2 separate regions of the Gasterosteus aculeatus genome follow, and region 1 is linked to region 2. Evidence: chromatin contacts called from public Hi-C data. All regions are on one chromosome and are shown on one strand. The core of a region is the stretch at or near the end of the contact, and the rest is flanking DNA. Distances in the headings are between cores, read along the strand shown.

Region 1 (7,735 bases), core at 4,961-7,460, 64 kb before region 2:
TGTCTTCATCATTAAATTAGCATTCAACATCTAATATAGACACAAGACTGGCAATGACAGGAGGTTTCATTCAGCAGCACGGGTCACATATGGAACAAACCAAGGCAAATGCTGCCCATTGCAAGGAGAAAGTTGTCCTCGTGGGTTAAAATGAGGACATACAAAAAACGGGGGGGGGGGGGGGGGGGGGGGAATAATCCAAAACCACATCCAAACAGGATCAGTGGCTGGACATTGTGTCTGTCCCTGCTGAGAGAGAGAGAGGCCGAGAGAGGGAGGGAGAGAACTTTGTGGAGTTTGTTGGCCGTGGAGCCGGAGCAGAGCGGAGCGTCAGGGGTGTCAGGGCCGAGGGGGCTGAGGGGCCAAGGTCTCCTCGCTGTGGGGGATATTAAGCCCTCTGATTAGATCTCAGGGGCCGCCCATGGCAGACGCCTGCTTTACTGCGGGCCCCAGCTCATCTTTATTTTGGCAGGGTGGTGCTCTCTGCAGGCTGCACTGCACCAATACTAAGCTGTTTGTGCAGGCAGGGAAAAAAAAAAAGTTTACCCCCCCCGCCCCCCTTTCTCCTTTTCATTTATTTATTCGTCTAGCCTACATGTGTTCGTTTCTGCTTAATCCAAGAGTTCACAATGCAGAGGCTGATCCAAGTGTTCTGAGGCGCCGCAAAACATGTCGGCTCTGAGCTCATGACTGCTAGTTTTGGGATGGTGCTGAGCTATGTCATATTTCTGGATGGTGCTGAGCTATGTCACATTTCTGGATGGTGCTGAGCTATGTCACATTTCTGGATGGTGCTGAGCTATGTCACATTTCTGGAGACGAGATGTCATGATGCTAACATCTCGCACTGGCGGAATCGTGGGCAGCAGCTAAACAAAAAGCCAATTAAACCACTGTATTTGTCGAGACTTTTGCATCCTGTAGTTTTTTGCAGTTTGTACTTCCCGCTGTGACATAAGTGAAAGAAAAGTGTACACACACACACACACACACAGGACTTTCATCAGGCACACTTTCTTATGTTTTGTTTGTCTTAAGCACATATTCCCAATCACAATTTCCACACCAGCCCTCGCCAACGCTCCTGAGGGTGCAGGCAGACACTTCTAGCTGCAGGCTCCCCCACTTCTGAAACCTGTCAAATCTGTCCTGGGAGAGTCAGCCTCCCTCTCATCATCCAGGGGCTTGTGGACCTCTCTCCATTTACCCTCCCTTCCCTACACAGTTCTGCTTTCCTCCTTCTCTTCCCCTCTTTCATCTCACATCCAAACTTGCCAGTTGCAACCCTCTCAGCTTCCTCCAAGTTTTGTCTCCTTTTCTCCTCTATTTTGTCTCCCGTCATCCACCAACTGCGACATACTTTTCCTCCCCGTTCTTTTTCCCCCGGTCTGTTTAGTGGGATGGTATTTTCCGCTCTCCGCGCTCCCTTCGGTGCAGCTTGAGGATAATCAGGTGTGTCAAAGAATGACAATCACTCCCTCCCTCCCAGGGAGGTTTTGGGTCACGGCGGGTAGATCAAACCAAAACACGGCCATCGAGCTGGAATGATTTTTTTGAACTAAGAGTAACCTTGCAAATCCGAGCTCAATGACCCGGCCGCTATTGCTGGCACCACCTACTTTGATCAAAGTTTTGCTTTTATGGTCGGACTCATTACGCCTGTAATGGGCATCCTTTTAATCTGTAAATAAAGTTTTCAAAAGAATAAAATGTGACTCATTTTTTAAACATTTAACAACCAAACAGAAGAACGAGTTACACTTTCAAATAACAACCCAGTGAAATATCTACATATAAATATATCTATTTATTTGGACAGTCAATATGTGCAATGACATGCATGCATTTACACTCCAAACCTGCCCTCTGGAAATGATTAGACAATAAATGACTTTAAAGGGAATCCAGCGGTTCACATCCTGGATCCCTTGTGCAGTTCGGTTTACGTTGTCCTTATCACTGAGGTCAACGTAAATCTAAGATTGTGCTTTCAAACTAACGTGAAAAAATAAACGCACCCTGTCTTGTGCACTGTTGACTTCTGAAATGTTTTTTACCCGAGACGAGAATCTCTCCTGAACATTGACTAAGTGCTGAGAGCACCTGAGCTTAAGACGTTAATCACGCTTCAACCATTCAACTCTCCGACTTAATTACAAGCTTCTGCTGCACGACCTCATGGTGAAAGAATACGCACGTGTTTCCAATGAAATACTATAATAGTCCTTTCACTTTCACGGACAGCTGCCACTTCCTCCTTTTCCCTCCCAGTGCTCGGACTCCCATTCTGTCTGTCCTGCGCCTCCCCAACGGAGGGAGGCCCCTCCGTCCATCCACGCTCGCCACCGTCACGGGGGGGCTTCGCCCATCTGTCTGTCTGCTCTGCGGCCACTGTCCTGAGGGTGCACTCTGTCACTCCCTCCTCCCCTCTCCCTCCCAGCATCCCTCTCTCTCTCATGCGCCGTGATCGATATGGACGCGGAGGGAGAGGCGGGGGGGGGGGGGGGGATGGGACCTGTCTGTCAAAGCCGGCGGTGGAAAATGAAGGCTCAGATGAAGGAGGCATGCTCTGGATATTAAATGCCTCGGCCCCTGTGAGGGGGGGCTTAGGGGTGGGGATATATCAATAGGCGTCTGCTGAAAGAGAGATAAGGCCAAAACAGCAATGAGAGAAGGAGAGCAGAGTGGTAGCGGGAAGGGGAGAGAAAGAGAGACGAGGCAAATGCATAAGGAGCAGAGCCGCGAGGTGGATGAAGGTGAGAAATGCATAAAAATACATACAAGCCAAATACAAAACTAGTGAGCTAATGATGTTCATTGTCTGCGTGCAAAAGGGGGGAAATGAGCTGAGAGGACTCAAAAAGTGTGAGCAGGAGTAAAGAGCTGAGAAGGGAGAAAGAGTGAAGAGCTGAAGTTAACGACTTTGCAGATTTCATTATAGAGATAGTTAACCCTGTTGACACTGAAGGAGGGCGCTATCCTCTCAGGAGGAGTCCGGTCCTTCCACCTCCACGCACAGAGACAGATGAGATCATTACAGCTATCAGCACCACTGACATCCACAATTAACACATCTCCCTTTCTTTCCTATCTCCTCCGTACCCCCTCCCCCATTTCCCCTCCGCTCACACTGCCCCCCCCCCCCGCCCCCCTCTCACCTCATGACACTTCTTTGGCCTTGATTTGGAGGCAATTTGACTAAATAAAAAGCCACATGCAGCAAACTGTTCCCCGCTTTAGCCGACCCGCTTGCTTGACCTTTCCCAACTCATTTAGAAGCCATTTGCCTTTTCACACTAGAAAAAAAAAGACAACTAGGAAATGGAAAGCGACGCATTTGAATAGAATATCAATGAAAAAAACAGACAACTCTACCTTTGTGATCTTTGTATCAGCACAGTGGGATGCACACAAACACAATGCATACCTGTAAAGCAGACGGGACACTTGAAGGTTCCTCCCATGCCCTCGAAGCTGTGCTCAATCAGGTGGCATTGAAGCTTCGCGGGTGAGTCGAAGGACTGACTACAGAGCTTGCATTCATGGTTCAATCCTTCCTCTGCAGAGGACAAAGAAACAAAAACACAAAGGAAATCATGAGAGGGGAAATAAGCAAAGCGTGCCAGAGGTCTTGATCTGCCTCGTTTTCTTTGCTTGACTCCTTACACATGACATTTTAAATCAACACATTTGTTTTAAAGGTGCCTGCCTGTGATTTCCATGAGACAGGAAATAATATAAAGTGTGATCTGCTCCCATCAGGCATGAATTAGATGACCGGCTGGAGCATTGCACCGTGAACATGTTGGGCGTCATCGTTTTGATTAACTTACATGCAAAATGTATTTATAGTGTCTGAAAACAGAAACAGATTTTGAGAGAACTCAACATACAATCATTTGTGCGTTGAAAAGGTGAATCCAAAATAAATAGAGAAGGAACAGTTAAATAGGGAGTCTGCATGTTCTCCCCGTGTCTGCGTGGGTTCTCTCCAGGTTCTCCGGCTTCCTCCCACAGTCCAAAGACATGCTCTGGGGATTAGGTTAATTGGGGACTTTAAATTGCCCGTAGTTGTGTGAATGTGAGTGTGAATGGTTGTGTGTTTCTGTGTTGCCCTGCGATTGGCTGGCGACCAATCCAGGGTGTACCCTGTCTATTGCCCGAAGTTGGCTGGGATGGACTCCAGCCCCCCCGCGACCCTGTGTGCAGGATAAGCGGTTTGACAATGGATGGATGGATGGATGGATGGATGGATGGATGGAACAGTTAAATAGTCTCATTTCAGATGCAGTGGTGTTTGTGTATGTGTTGTTACCCAATGATCTTATGATGACGTCTCCAGTGGACATTAACAAAACAGCTCTCCTCCTTTTTAATACAGCGATACAACTGTTTTGTTTTTTTTGCACTGCCTCAGCCGAGGCCACAAGTAATGTCGTTCAGACTGTGAACATGCACACTCGTTCGCAGCACACAGATTTGCTGACTCCGGCTTCCAGAGAACTGCCCATCTCCAGTGCGTCAATAAAAGGCGTGTACACTCTTCCGTTGTGCTCCATCAAACTCCTGCCGACGCTGACATTAGGCCAGCTACGACATGGGGGGTGGGCTGCTTCCACCTGGGACTCATCTCAGGTTTTTCCTGACACAAAGGCACCGGTTACTCGAGGCACGAGTACACAATCCACCTCAGCTACGCTGGGCACGATCCAAGTATAGGGTTAATCCATTGAGGCGATTGTGTGCTGAAAAGCAGTGCACTTCAATTCAATTGCAACCCGCAATGGGCCATTCTGGCTTTTTTCAGCTTTATTCCAGCAGCAAACTGTATGGTGACAAACGCAACTCAGCAACCCATAATATTTCCTGTTTGAGAGAGGAAACATCTCCTGCAGCGCCAAAAGAAACATTGTGTAAATTCCAAACGTTCTCCTAACATATTACCAAATGTCCCTTCAAAATCTTTTGCTCAACAACACAAACGGCCTTGCATGCCACACAAGGCGCCGTCTACGGCATAAAAACAAAACCCTCACTTTCTGTAAGCATCAGCAAAAGCTGACAGACTCATCTCCCCCATGACGATCCAGTAAAAGGTAAAAGAACCATCAAAGCGGCTCAAAGTAGAAAGAGACGGAGTTGATGATGTGTTCCGCAATCATGCATTTGACAGATGATGATATTCTGAGGGCCACACGTGCGTCTGGCTGGAGCAGCAGGCGTCAGCGAAGGGAGGGGGGGGTGCACAAGTCCACGCGTCCACGTAGCCGTTCAACGGGATCACTGCACACTTTGATCCCCATTCAGGTTGCTTATTTGTGCGAGGTTGTGTCCTGTAAGGCCAAGCTTGCTGCAGGGTTCTGTAGATCTGTTCTTCTGCCATATGCGCAGACCTCATTTGACCCCCCCCCCGTGCGCAGCGCTGTCCCGTTGGAGACCTGGCCTGCTTCATTATGCAGATAACTCTGCACCTGCCTGCCTGTGTGCATGCATGTGTGTGTGTTTATGCCTGTGAGCAGGTGCACCAAAGGGAAATGGTGAAGAGATGTACACAGTGGGCTTCCATTTGAAGAACAAGGCTGACGTTAATCTGTATTTTTATTATTGCCAACAAAAGACATTCATGGATTGAAAAGAGTAATGTACACTTTTAAAACAAGTTACCAACAAATAGTTCTGTTTTTAGTGGAATAAATCCTGAATTTGTTCAGCATATTGTTTTAAAATTAACTCCTACATTATGATGACAGGTGTCACTCAATGCAAGACTTTGGGAGAAAAAAAAGTCTTTGGCAATGAGCAGTAAGCTACAGGATTTCTTGAGCCAAACACACAGTTCTTCATTTACTGTTGGATTTGGGATTTCATTTTTTATCATTCTAAAAAGGTATTGACATACATGTACATATAAAATGACTAGTCACATGACTAGTAATCTGATTAAATCGTAGTACAACGTTCAACTACAGGCATCATGCACATAAGGAAACCTAAGTGAATGAGTACAGACACAGATGGAGACGGAGAAAAGAGGTTCTGACTGTGAGATGTTACGAGTAAACTGGGGCTCTATTGGCCAGTGTAACAAGCTGGCAGCCTGTTTCTTAGTGAGAGCCAGGGGAGGAAGTGGGCTCAATCACCCCTACATGCCGCCTCATTGGGCTGAGGTCACTTCCTGTCATTCCACCCGCCCGTCTCCAGGGCTGCCCAATCAGCAGGGCCCTGCGCGCTCCCACCCTCACCCCTTTCTACGCACTGAGCAGACTCTGGATATAGTTACAGCGCCCCGTGGGACTGTCAGCGCTCTCCCCCCTCTCTCTCCCTCGTCTCTGTCTCGCTCCCTCCCGCCGCTCTCTGTTTCCGAGTCCCCCGAGTGTTCTCCGCTGCCACCACCCTGTCCCTCTCCACTCCCTCAGATGTGAACTGCTCCTTCTAAGCATCCCTGACACCAGCAAAGTAAGCCCATCTGCATATCCACGGGGCCTCGCGTTGCTGTGGCTCATGGTTTATGTATTTCACAGCTCCTTAAAACACAAACGCCTAATATCTCTCCCACGTGGAGGACGGGAGAGGCAGAGAGGGGGAGAAAACGACTCTCAAAAAAGGGTGGTCTTTATTTCTCTGTGCTGTTTACTTTTATCTACTCCCGGCTGAAGTTCATGTGCGGTTGAAGGTTGTTTGGGGGGTTTGGCTTGCACAGTTTACTGTAGCCTTTATGTAACAACGACACCACTGCAGCTTGTTGAGCTGCGCTTCTTCGTGAAGGTGCAGAGCCATCAGATGAGAGGAAGTACAAGATTGAACTAAAGTAACCAAAGACTAGTCTAACTTCCTGAGTGTAGTTAAGTACAACGCAGGGCATTGCTTAATTAAAAACTGTCCCTCAGCTGATTCCATTCCAGCACCCCCCCCCCGCCGCCAACACTGCCCCTTACTCTATTTAAACAAGTCTGCTGAGGAGCAATTTGAATTGGAGGGGAATTCAGGATCACTTTCAGCATTTGGCTTTGGAAGAGAAAGGGATGTGATAGTCAGATTTACGGGCCCCTCTGGGGCCGGGTGGATGCTTCTCTGAAGCTCACTGTGAGAGGGACCCGTGCTGCTTTGTGTCGCGAAAGCAGCACACTAACAATTGATATTAAGAACATCAATCAAGGCACTCCATGCTGAAAGTAATGAAAAAACAAGTGGAGGACAAATTGAGAATATTTAGTGGGCTGGAATGGGCTGTTTTGGAAAAGCCGGAGACAGAACCGCCGTCATGATCAAAGTTGGCCCAGTCGAACTGATGGGTCAATAGATTACAGAGTTTCTGCCATAAAGTCAGAAAATACCTGCTTTGAGCAATCTTGTTTACGAGGAATTTCCCCTTTAGAGTTTGCTTTCCTTTCCTCACCATCTGCTTCACAATAATCCGCCTGATGTTGGATGTTTGCATGTTAATAAACCGGGAAGATTTGGTTTTCCGCGGACTCGTTGCCGTACACAGAAACCCACTGCGGGATTGTGGATGGAAGCAGAGCAGACAGCTTCAGGCCTGTAAACAGTAGGTGGGTTTACTTCTCTCTTCTCTCCGCGGGAACTATCCATTAACAGATAATGGGGGGAAAATCAGAGTGATTAAGGCCCAGGGAATTATGGGTGAATACAAATTGACTCCACCTCCGTGTGGTGTGCTCTCTTGAGGTAGAATCACTGCTCATGAGGAACAAACTCATTTCAAAAGTACTACAAC
Region 2 (6,825 bases), core at 3,823-6,322:
CAGTGGCGAACACAATGGCTGTGTAATCCGCCCTGACTGACCGGGAAGGAGACGCTCGCCACAGGGACTACAACTCAATTTAGCTCGGGTCAAGAGGTCAACCCTCCTCAATTAGGGCCGGGAAGGGAGGGAGGGAGGACACACGGTGCATGTGAATAACTTTCTTAATGAGCATTATGTGAACTGGCGATTAGTGTCATAAATTATTTACAAAAGAGGAGCATGTTAATCACGGTGTGTAATATTTGTAATCCTTCATTAATTGCTGTATGCTGTTAGTAAATTATAATTTTAAGAAATAACTAACTAGAAAAAATAACTCCACTAGTAGATAAACAAAAGAATTTCACGTATCATTGATCCCGTCATGCAATTACTGCAAATTTAGCCTCCAAAAAAAATGATTAGCGCTATTCGTTATAGAGGAAACGACACAGATGAGAATAAGCCTCGCAACCATTTTGGGGTTTGCGGGAGCCGTGCAAATCAATCAGCGACTCTGAATCAGGACTCTTTCTCCATGTGGCAGACAAACCATGACAACAAGCGAGAAGAGATATCGGCCAGCTCCCGCGACACCCAGTCCAGCACACCGAGCCGCCCGTCAAGAGCACTGACAGCCGCGCTAATGGGATTCTTCCACGGCTCCATCATAATTTCCTTAATGATAATGCTAACCATATTTTTGTGTCACATTAGAAAAGTGTTAATGGGTGTTATGCCACAGATCATTAATTGTGAACAGTCTGGAATATTGCAGCTTCCTATAAACTAAAACTGACGCAACTGTTTTAACAGGGGAAGTGAAATGGAAAGCGAGGAAGTGCGGGGTTTTTTTGCGTTTTGAATTGTTCAAATTGAGTTTTTGACGGATCTTGTTCCGTTGACAAAAATACTTGAGCTCAAAAGGGCAGGTTTCCGTTACAGAGGCCTATTCTTATAGCGCGTAAAAGGGGGAGTGGTTGTGCATTTAAAGAAAGAAAAGATTTTAATTGTGACAAATTTGAGTATTAAAAAAAGACACATTTTAGGGTTTAATCTGAATAGCAGTTTTTTTTTCACTTGGTATGAAGGTAAATGAAACGTCCTTCAAACGTTATCTCCTTATGTCGGAGTATAGGAATTTTAAAGTAAAATCACAATTACTTAATTTTAAATTGGCCCATTACACATCAAGCATCATATTATAAGAGTAAAGTAATATGGCCTTTCATGACGAGAAAAACTCACTCATGTGGCAACAGATCTCCCCTCCTCAAAAACATCAAATATTTAAGGTGTACATGACACAGGGCTGATTCCATGACAACCTCTATACTTAGAGTAAATGGCGCAGAAAATATATTTATATATGCGGATCGCAGGCCTGGAAACTTGCTGCCCGGCCAATGCACACGTTGGACTTGAGACTGTCATTTGTGCTCCAGATGAAAACATCAATGCGGCCTCGCCGTTATTCAGGAAGCAGCAGCAGCAGCAGGACGGGCAACGTGGCAGTCTATCACGCGCTGCACGCCGGCTTTGGGAGTGAGATCCTCCTTTCTCTGTGCTCACCGCTGACTGAGGCAATGTGCTGACCCCAAGCCTCGGCACATCAAAACAAAATTACAATGTGCCTACAGTTGAGAAATGCAGAAGGCTCAGGATTGAGTAAATGTCAGTGGCCAGGGTGAAGTGTTTGCATATAGGCGAATGATGTATGGTCTTGTCCTGTGCCATTTATTCCCCCAAGCAATAACGTAGCCGGATCTGTCTCTCAGACTTAATTGAAACGGGACTTGTAATGTTGCCCTTTTCCTCAATGGGACCAAAAACATAACCTCTGACTCCCACAAGCAGCCAATACTGAGGAAGTGGGTGTGCTGGGCTACACCAGGGAGGAAAAGAGTGCCAACTGTCACAGCATTATTTTCTCATCTCCTCCGCACGCACACACACACACACACACACACACACACACGCACACACACACAGCCCATGTCCGTACCGTCCACGCCAATCCCTAAACCGCGGCACACACAATGCCCCTTTTCCCCCTTCCCTCAGTGTTCCACCGGCACACGCGTTTATTTTACCTTCCGCAGAACAAAGTGTTCTTTCTGCGCAGGAAAAAAAAGGGGGGGGGGGAAGTGACCACTGCTTCAAGTTAGCCAAAGACAACCTAGAAAAGTGAGACGGGAAAACATGCGTTGCATAGGGACACGTGGAAAAGCGCGGTGTCAAAAATGTAGAGATGCTGCATTTGTGACAGGATAATATTTTTTTTTTTTAAAGGCTGCAAATAAACTGAAAATTGCGGTCGAAACGATAGTGGAGAATAACGGCGTCAGGCAAATACTTTCTTATTTTTAAAATGACAAGAAAAGTTATCGTGGACATCTGCATAAGTGCATCTCTGTGCCAGAGGAAAGAGACGGACAAAGAACAATAAATAACATCTGCCTGGCCTTCTTTGGGTCGGATCCAGGGAAGGGAAATATCTATGACGTATCTGCATTTCTGCTCCGCTTCAGCAGTCGCTATGCGGACATGCAAGTCGAGATGTTTGGTGCACCACATTTTTCCAAATTAAATTTTTACTGACAATAGGAAAACAACGTCTTCATTCTGACTTAATTTGCATGCCGATTGGCTCACTCTCCATCCCGCACTTTCTCTCGCACACATAGATGTCCACAAATCTTGACAGATGTTCTTCAGAATTCACACACACACACACACACACACTTGTAGCTTGTAGGCACGCGTGCAGGGGACTATTATATCTAAGTGACACGTCTTTTGAGAATAGCAATCGTCAACACCACAACAAAAAAAAAGCAGTCAATGCCAATCTGGTGTGGGAAAACATGGCATCTATGTATAGAGCTGTTTACTGTGAAAAGAGCAGAGCCGGTCTGGAAACAGAACGTGACAATTTCAAGACGTGCATGCACTCACATTTCCAGCCTCTCCTGGGTATTGATTTAAAATGGTGGCTGCATGAATGTACCACCGCAGACCATGTAATCTTCCTTTGAGATGAAGACTTCCGAGAACGAAAGGGGGGAGAGAAGGGGGCCCGCAGACCACACGCTGGGAATGTGAAATTGTGGACAATTATTTGCTGAGCAAAATACAATGCCTGCCAGATGAACTGGAGCTCAACCTCCAAAGAGCCGAGCAGCTCTGCCACTGAAACGCTACAGAGAAAAGTAGTGTGTGAACGTGTGTGTGTGTGTGTGTGTGTGTGCGCGTGCGTGCTGATGCATGTTGCTCTGTCTCTGTTCCCCCCTCCCCTCCAGCTCGCCCAAGACACAAATACGCGGTCGAATTACCACCAGTCCAACCGGCTCAAAAAAACTAACAAAAAGACAGAAAAACTGAAAGAAAAGAGAGAAAACTAAAATCACACAAGGTGTGTGTCCTGATGTGCATGAGCTAAAAGAAAGAAAACCATCATAAAGTTCAGTTGTTTCCTGGATAACTTTATAACGTTTATGTAGATAAAAAAGATCCAATTATCACTAAACCACCTATTTATATTTGAACCGTTGTGCACAAACACACACACACACACACACACACACACACACACACACACACACATTACAGCACTCCCTCTCCTCAACATAAGAAATGTTTCCTAGTTCCTCAGAAGGGTGTGGGGGTATTTTGCTGGGTGGAGGGGGGGGTCGGGTCACGTGACTCCGCTCTCCATTCCACCAGACGGCTCAAGTTGCGACCTGGAGCGTCTTTAACGCATCCAGATGTCGGCCAGCGGTGCGCCGCGCTGTTGCATCTCGAGACGGCCCGTCGCCCCGTTGCCCCCTTTGCACTTTTACCCGTCATCACAATGCGAGCCCGAACTGTAAACCGGTTCACGCGACGCCAAGTGACCCCCCCCCCCCCCCCATACGTGCACGCGGTCGATCCCATGCGCAACACAAACAGGAAGACTCGTTGGAAATGCGTAAAAATGCTATAGGCGACAATCAGGGGTGTTAATGGTAATAATAGCAGTTCAGTTCAGTTCATGCTCGGTAGACTTGTCATCAGCGTCACATGAATAGTGCGGGGAGCCGCCGGGCGGAGGCTTATCACTTACCTTTCAGTGATCTTGGCTTAGCTTGCTTGCGGCGCGACATCCTATTAGAAAACGCTGAAGTTGCTCAGTTTCAGTCTGACAATTTGCGTAAGACGGGGTGGTCTGCAGGCAGAGTCTCTCTAAATCCCGCTGGCCAGAATCGCGGCAGCCTTTTTAGCATTACAGACCGATGCAACTTAGCCCGACGCCGTGCAGGTCTAAGTGCGAGTTTGCCCTTATTGCTTTTTTTGCTTTTTGTTTTTTTTGTGATGAGTAGGTGGATGTTATAAAATCCAATTACCCCCGATCGGTACAGGCGACTCTATTTAGTTGAGCCGGGTATCTGGAAAAGTGTGAGAATATAGTAATCCCCGTCATGCGCTTCCATTCTCCGGGAAAACGCGCGCGCGTGCAGGCTTGATGTTCGTTTAGAAATAAAAGCGGAATATTTGCTTTTCGCATCTCATCTCAAATGCATCCGCGCAAGAAAGACATCAGCCGAACGCCTCCTGTGAGAGTGCAAAAAAAAAAATGCAACAAAACCACAAAAAAATGAAGGAAAAATGATAATAACACTTTTCACTTCATATCCACCTAACAGCATCAAAACTATTATAGACTCTTCCTTTGCTTTACTCCAGTCAGCTAATCATGAATTAGGTTCGGAATCTGATCTAAGTCTACGTCTAAATTGCTCTTAAAAGAGGATGAAGAAGCAGAGAGAAGATGGAAGCTCCCTCCTCATCACAAACCTGCAAGGTCTTGGACTGCGCTGTCGCTCCGGTAGTCCACATAATAATGGAAAATGGAAGCAAGGCCCCCAAAGCCATCAGGATGGCTCCAGAGGGGGCCCCTACCCCGCAGGGACTCGCTCTGTACGTAATCACTGAGGAAATCATTGTCAGCCTGCCTGCACTCACACACAGACAGAGAGGCATGATTAAAATCCTAGGGATCACGGCAAGATGCGGATTGCTGGATCCGCCGGTCCCCGGATCCGGAGTCCAACTCTAAACCCAAAGTCGGCTGGCTCACCCTGGCGTCTCCTCCTGCCTCAGCTCGCCGTCGGCCCCTCTCGGTCTACGGCAGACGGACTGGTCCCCCTTCTGGTGGAAACGGTTCAGCAGAAATACATCTTCTGTTGACACGAGAGGCGCGTTTCAGGATTTCGGGCTGATGGCTTTATTTGATTTATTTGATATTTTCTTGTTTTGGTTCTTCAATGTTATTGTTCAGTGTGAGTATAAAAATGCAGCTCATTGTGTCCTATTAACCATTTGAATGCTATTTATAAAGAAATATCTATCCGCGGATCATTTTGAGGATTTTGACAAAAAAATGCACTTTAACGTTACAATATGATTTGTTTCCATTTTGTCATTTCAATACTTATCGCTCCAGTAGTTCTAATAAAATGAACCCAACTAAGTCATTTAAATTAAAAAAAAAAAAAGAATGATAGTAGTAAACAAAAAAAGAATTCACACAACCTCCTTGTTTCTTTTCTACGGTGCGTTGGAATACAGCCTCCTCTGCGAGCCCCATAACACCCCAGCTATGTAAAAATGAGATCCAGGTAGAAGTCCTGCAGAGGGCTTCTGGCTGGGCCCCTATAGGCAGCCTCGGCCGGGGGCCCCGTCGAAAAATCACAGTCACGCAACCCGCTTTCCCCCACCTTCAACCCCCCCTCTGCGCCGCCTGACTCACAGAGACAAACTGTGCGAGGAGAGCGAGCTTTTCGCCGCACACCTTCAGGGAAGGAGGGAGACAGTCGATAGGTTCAACTCCCAAACACGTAGAGGAAGAAAATTAACAACAACCTTTGATAGCCTTTGTGTGGCTGAATTTAACTTTGCTAAAAGAAAGACATTTTTTACCCAAAAACTCTAAAAGTTAATGATGTGAGCACATAATAAGGCTGCTCTTATTCTTTAGGGTGTTCCCACCTTTTACTTTGGAGTTCATAATGAGGCCTTTTACTGTTACAGACGTTTAAGCTAATCACCAGCACCACAAAGTAATGAATGCAATAGGAAAAAAATGAGCAGACTTATCTATTAGCTGGCTGTCATTATCACACTCCTATTTTAAAGGCCTTGTTATTTTCTTACATCCCTATTGGGCGGCATATGTGGGACTTGGACATAATAAATGGGGACTTGTGACCTACATATGATGTCAAGGCTTCCTTTCGGTTTTGCTCAATTTGGATCTCGCAATTTCATCCGCACCCCTTTTTGCTTTTCGAATAATTTCCCCACCCACACGCTGCCAGCAAATGCGCGCGGAAGATCAATGGAACAACGTATGACACCGATCGACGTGATGTGCTTTGGTAAATTCAAAGTTTCAAAATCTACAGTAGTTGGTAAACACACACATATGAAACATCTATTTGTAGGTGGAGTCTGTCAGGAGACCCCGGCTGCCTTAAAACTTCAATCTCAACTGCCTCTCAGCGCCGTGTCAGGCGGCTCTCCCAAAGTTTCACCACCTTGCCCCCCCCCCCCAAGCCCCCCTCCTCTCGAATGCTCTCCCAAACACAAACAAGCAGGGCTCTTAAGGCCTCCAGGGCGCTTTGCAACTTTCATTAGTGACAAAGTAACTGGGAAAAGGCTCGACTTGACTCGGTGCTCAGTTCAGTCTCTAAGTTACAGTACACACTTTCTTTTTCTTTTTTTTTTCTCCCCTTCTTCAAGTGAAGAACCCTCAGGTGAGGAATGTTGCTTCATGATGCTCCACAAACTGTCTGACATGGC

Evidence for each region. A called contact is a pair of places that touch in the nucleus more often than the background predicts.
Region 1: a Hi-C map of skeletal muscle shows a contact between it and region 2, with 2.5 times the contacts expected there. The contact joins the enhancer-like site here to the promoter of znf521 in region 2. A contact is called at or near these places in 2 of 6 Hi-C or Micro-C datasets (skeletal muscle and whole body).

Annotation. Positions count from the first base shown.
Region 1 is chr3:1,151,361-1,159,095 of fGasAcu3.hap1.1, reverse strand. znf521 (zinc finger protein 521) reads right to left here. Exons shown (of 7, transcript XM_078098587.1): 5 at 3,428-3,559. Among protein-coding and RNA genes, the nearest start is that of LOC120816119, 33 kb to the left of the region's middle. Within about 2 kb of position 6,210, at least 5 of the 9 cell types and tissues checked have open chromatin away from gene starts, as enhancers often do.
Region 2 is chr3:1,087,308-1,094,132 of fGasAcu3.hap1.1, reverse strand. znf521 (zinc finger protein 521) reads right to left here and starts at 5,072. Exons shown (of 7, transcript XM_078098587.1): 1 at 4,819-5,072.